2 separate regions of the Triticum aestivum genome follow, and region 1 is linked to region 2. Evidence: chromatin contacts called from public Hi-C data. All regions are on one chromosome and are shown on one strand. Each heading gives the region's core, a stretch centred on a gene start, on an enhancer-like site or on the middle of the called end of the contact. The rest is flanking DNA. Distances are from core to core; before and after follow the strand shown. Region 1 holds the start of LOC123169262. Region 2 holds the start of LOC123166848 (protein CELLULOSE SYNTHASE INTERACTIVE 1).

What was found. Hi-C and Micro-C count contacts between places; a contact is called where the count stands out from the background.
Region 1: a Hi-C map of leaf shows a contact between it and region 2, with 6 times the contacts expected there. The contact joins the promoter of LOC123169262 here to the promoter of LOC123166848 in region 2. A contact is called at or near these places in 3 of 5 Hi-C or Micro-C datasets (all in leaf) and 1 of 1 datasets of contacts at active chromatin or transcription factors (leaf).

The regions. Positions count from the first base shown.
Region 1 is chr7D:139,513,564-139,516,263 of IWGSC CS RefSeq v2.1, forward strand. LOC123169262 reads right to left here and starts at 1,339. Exons shown (of 7, transcript XM_044587093.1): 1 at 1,053-1,339.
Region 2 is chr7D:138,957,623-138,960,322 of IWGSC CS RefSeq v2.1, forward strand. LOC123166848 (protein CELLULOSE SYNTHASE INTERACTIVE 1) reads right to left here and starts at 1,445. Exons shown (of 8, transcript XM_044584654.1): 1 at 1,184-1,445; 2 at 669-798. The coding sequence starts at 722.

The sequences.
Region 1 (2,700 bases), core at 89-2,588, 560 kb after region 2:
AATGGCATGGAGTGGATGGAAATAAAATTCTGCTGGATATTCTTCAGTTAACAAGTCAAATAAAGGAGAATATCAAGGACATGTGGCACAGTGATCTCTACCATATGACAAAACACAACACATGTGTCAGAATGGAATGAACTGTTATGCAGGTTAAATTTGCATAGAGGGCATTTCTTTATTCATTTAGCTCCAAAAAAAATCGCATGGTATGGTTAGTACCAATCCTTTTCTAAAAAATGGTTAGTACCAATCAGCAACTCATATGAATGCTTTTATATTAGACTTTTAATGGTATATACAAACTAGATAGGGTAAATATGTATTGATACAGATTTGTCACCCGCTATCTCAAGAAATGGATACGGAATAGAAGAGTGCACGGTGAAAAGCCTTTGTTGTGCGTGATGAACTGCAAGATATGCACGCGATCGGCAATCAGACGCAGCGACCACAAATGCTCTGCTCGCAGGACGACGAACCATGAAGCCTGGGCAAATAGTACCTGACTGATTAACCCCCCAAATGCAGACACGTTGTATCCAATAAACCACGGGGCCAAACACCAGTACATCAACGTTACCAATCTGGCATGGCAAAGCTGTCATTAGCCAGTACTAATCCGCGCAATCACCAAACCGCTAGCCATATGCACGGTGCTAGGCATGTGCGCGCTCAAACGCATTTGCAGGTTGAGATCTCACGCGAGACAAACCCCCGGATTAATCGCACGCAGAAACGCACGGCCGCGGTGTTTGCATTCCCGACAATAAACCCGCACCTCACCTCACCGCCCAGAAACCGGATGAACGCACTGAACCAAAATAACCAACCGGCCCCAGCTCGCGGATGAAGCACCGCGAGATCCCACTCCCAGCCCCCGACATCGCGGTGCGATAAACCCTAGAGAAACCTCCCGCTGAACCGCGGCGGGCGCGAGCAGGGAACCGGCCGGGGAGCATCCCTCGCTAGATGCATCACCGATTCGAACCACACGGCGAACAAAATATCAGGACACGGCAGCGAAAAAACCGGGGGAAGCAGATTCGGACCTGAACCCTGGAGATCTCGGGCCGACGGAGACGGCGACGGGTATTAATTGCTGCCGAAACCAAGCGAGGACGGAGGAGATTGAGCGGCCGGGCGAGGCGAGGAGGGAGGGGGGATGGAGGAAGCGGGCGGCGTGAGCGAGGGTTTAGCGGTGGCGTGGCGAGCGAGAGGAGGTGGATTTTGACTGGGGCGAGATGAGGGGGAGACGGGAACGGAAATGGAAATGGGGCAGCGGCGGTGGAGAGGAGAGGAGACCCGGGGGGGGGGGGGCTGTGCGCGTGTGTGTAGGAAGCGGGAACACCGGAAACTGACGAGCCGAGGCGGAGCGGGGAAGGAAAGAAAAGCGGAAAAAGGCTGCCCGGGCGGACGCTTCTGACCACGTGGTTCGGTCGACGCAGCAGTCTGTAGACTGCTGGGGGCTTTGACCGTGGACGTGGCGTGGCGGCCCACGGACACACACCGGATACTCTCTGTGTTGCGGTCGTGCTAGAACGGGGTCTGATTTTGGTTTGGGGGGGGGGGGGGGGGGGGGGGGGGGGGGGTTGATTTTAAGCGTAAGCGTCAACTCTATGCAAAAAGCTCTAGATACCACGTTCGTATCTACACAAACCTAACACAAACTTTTTTAGGGACGGCGGAAATATGTAAAAGAAAACACATTTATATTATGGTGTTTAGCATCGTCGGAGGCCTTGTGAATGTGTGTCTCCGACGGATTTCGTGGATTTAGTCGATGGTTGTCTTTGATGGATCGGCTCGGATCCAGTCTTTGTTCATGTGTCTTCAGGTTGGATCTTTTCGATCTGAGCTTCTTCTCATCGGCGACGGTTGCTGTTCTGGTGCGTTGGTTCTATGAGGACTTAGCACGACAACTTTCCGACTATCTGCTACAACAAGTTGTGCCCGGCTCTGACAAGGGAGGGGCGATGACGGCGGCGCGCCTTCGACTCACTTCAGTGTTTGCAGTCGTCGCTAGGTGGTCTTTGACTATGGGTGTAATTTTCATTTTTTATGATGTTCATTGTACTACTGTCATGATTGAAGAATAAGATGATAGTTTCCCAAAAAAGGTAATAAAAGCATTTTTTTTTCTTTCTCATTGGTAGAAGTTTTTTTCTAATAGCTAGCATCGTCAAGCATTCAGGCTATAAAGAGTGATGCTATGCAGACGAAAACCTTTGCCCAATCTGTGGATGGACGACCATATCAATTACACCATCCATGGATACGCATTTTATGGAGATTTGTGATGCACTTCTTCTATGTCTGCCTTGAAACAAAATAAAAAGTGTTGCGCACGTTTTTAACTAAATATGACTATTCATGGCTATGTGGGTGGTCCTCTGGGACGCGTGCACAAAGATTTTTGGTTGTAATCAATAAGGTCATGCCGGCTTTAGTATAAGAACGATGACAACGACGCGTCGACGACTCGTTCTGACAACAACAATGATCTTTCGTTGATTTATGAACCTTAATATTATTTTCTGTTTGTGATACATTGTACTCCCTCCGTTCCTAAATATAAGTCTTTTTAGACATTTTAAATGGAATACAACGTACGGATGTATGTAGATATATTTTAGTGTAGATTCACTCATTTTGCTCCGTATGTAGTCATTTAGTAGAATCTCTAGAAAAACTTATATT
Region 2 (2,700 bases), core at 195-2,694:
GCTAAGATGGAACGAGATAAAAGTTAGGGAAATCCACAGAGATGAAGAAACAAAAAGGCGTGTATTGTCCATCAAACATAGGTCCACACAAAAATGAACCTGAGATTCAGTACATCAAGACCATGCAAAAGATGCGGCAACAAAAATCCAGCCATTCAATCAGTACATCTTTTACACGCTTTTGCTTCATCTAAAATAGCTACATGCCTACGGCACAAGAAAGCTTTCCAATGCCTATAAATGCCAAAAGTTAACACAACACGAGCATATGGATTTATTGAGCCCATTTTTCGCCATCACCCGAGTGAACATGCATGGCCCAGACCAGAAGAAATGAAGAATGCTACTGCTGTAACAGCTCCCTAGCTCCTTGATCTCAAGATAGACATCGAAACTATTGTCTGTCGACAGTAAAAGTCGATAGACCTGGTTGAAAGGAACCCCCAAAGCTTAAAATTCGACCGATACGATACCCAGGCCGGACTTGTATCAAGTAGGCTGGCAAGTGACAACCGATCTCACTCTCAAAGAGTATCCTTATCCCACTACTTTACTATTTAATCACGGAAGCGAAGATTGCAGTTGAAGAAAGACTCTGAAAGCGACAGGCTGCCTGCCACTCTCTACTACTCAGAACCACGACGTCCAGCAGCAAGAGGGGCACCTACCAGATCTGCGCCGCCGTTGGTTCCATTGAACCTCCACGCTAATGCCGCCGCCATGTTAGGTGTCCGTGACCTCCTCGAGCCGAGCAGATCAGGCTACCCGCTTCTTCCTCACTGCCTCCGAGCTCTCAACCTGAAACCGACAGTAAAAGTAAAAAGAAAAAACGGCTGCGTCAGATCCACGCAGTGAAGAGCAATCCCGTTCGGCACTGAGCTGTGCCCGGATTTTGCGTCGGGCGCAGCTGACCACCGGCGCGCGGCCCCAGATCTAGCCGCGGGCGGACGCGGCAGCTGCCGCCGCCGAGCGGATCACCGACACTCCCAATTTCTCACACCAGCTCCCACGAATCGCCTCATTGGACGCTGATCAGCCCGCAAATCCCTCGAGCGACCGCCTAGATCACGCACCCTCGCGCGCAATCCCGGAGCTCGACTGGAGCAGCACACCACTGCTACCCGCCATTTCCGGAATCACCGCGGAAGAAAAACCAAAGGAGAATCGGAAGATTGTCGCAAACCTCTCATGGAACCGGCGCGAGATTTTCGCGAGGAATCTCCGGGAGTTGGCCGGCCTTCCTGCTGCTACGCCGTCAGTGCAGATCCAGTGGGGAGGGGGGCGCCGCCCATGCACACACACACACAGACGAGAGAGAGAGGCGTCGTCTGTTACGCTCTCTATCTTTTTTCCCTCCCTGGCGCGGAATTATATTATTAACGCTAATTATCGGGGGCCTAAAAGGGAGCCGCAATTTATATAGCCAGTGGCAGTGAGTGAGCGCCCCTCTTCTCTTCTTCCCAGCGCAGCGCAGCGACCTACCGCCGACGCCGACAGTGGCTGGCACTGGGGGGCAACCCGGTTTGGAGCTTTCTACTGGCACTCTTGCACAATCACCCTTCCCATGTTTCACATTTACAGAAAAAAGACTAAAGTTTTATTTTTTGTTTGCACATTCAGGAATTCTCGGATAAATATGTTCATATGCGTTGCAGAAATTTCAGAGGTAATTGCTGTACAAAAAGAATTATAAAATTTTGGCCCGATGATAAAAAAAACTTTGCTCAGGGTGAGCTTAACAGCTCAAGCTAGATTTTATAGGTAACTACACTTCCATAAAGAAAAAGGTAACAAATGGTACTGCATAAGATGTTTCGTTTCTCAAGGGTGTATATGCAACATTTTGATTTTTCTAGTTTAAGCCGTGTCGATTGGACTAAACAAAACAGATTGTAAGCTGGTAGAGGTACGGCGTTTGTTGATTAGTGCCAGTCTGCATGGGCTGGAGGGGTTTTGTCTTGCAGAGCCAAGAAAATCAACAGGTAGGGTAGGGTAGGGTAGGAGGGAGAGGTATCCGCCAACTTGTGCATAGCTGTAAAACTAGCGGAGGGTGTTTTCGTCCGATCCTCTTCCTTCAGCAGAGCATCTGCACGAGCTGATTAGTTCGTGTCACCACCCTTATTTTCTTCCCTTCATTTGTGGCGCGCCGTTTTCCATTTGTATGAAACTTTACCATTTTCCACGAATTTGGCGTTAGATATGGTTTTACGTGAGTATGAAACGTGCCGTCGGGTAATCAGCTCTATTAGGCCAATTCCAGCGCGCGACCCCATCCCGTCGGGGTGCGTCTGTTTGGGGTAAAACGAACAAATCAGACAGCCCAGCGTGCGGACGTAAACGGACTTTTGTTCATTTTCTTCGACCCATCCGCGGCCCAAGTTTGGGCCGCTTTTGGGGTGAAACGGACAGCGCGCGGACAGGCGGACCGTGTGCTCGTGTCCTCCCCTGGCCCGCCCGTCGGTGGCACAGGGACCCTTTTCTATCCGCCCCCTCCTCCCTCCAGCCGCACCCCCTCCACTCTTGCCCCCCGCCGCCGTCGCCGCTGCCATTGCAGCTGTGCAGCTCGGACGCGCGCTCCCCCAGCCCCCTTCCCCTAGACACCCCAAAGCTACCCAACCACGGCCACCTGATAGCGCACCCCGCGGCCGGGTTTGGAGCGGATCCAGTCGGTCTTGAGCTCGCCCTGCTGTGGGAGGCCGC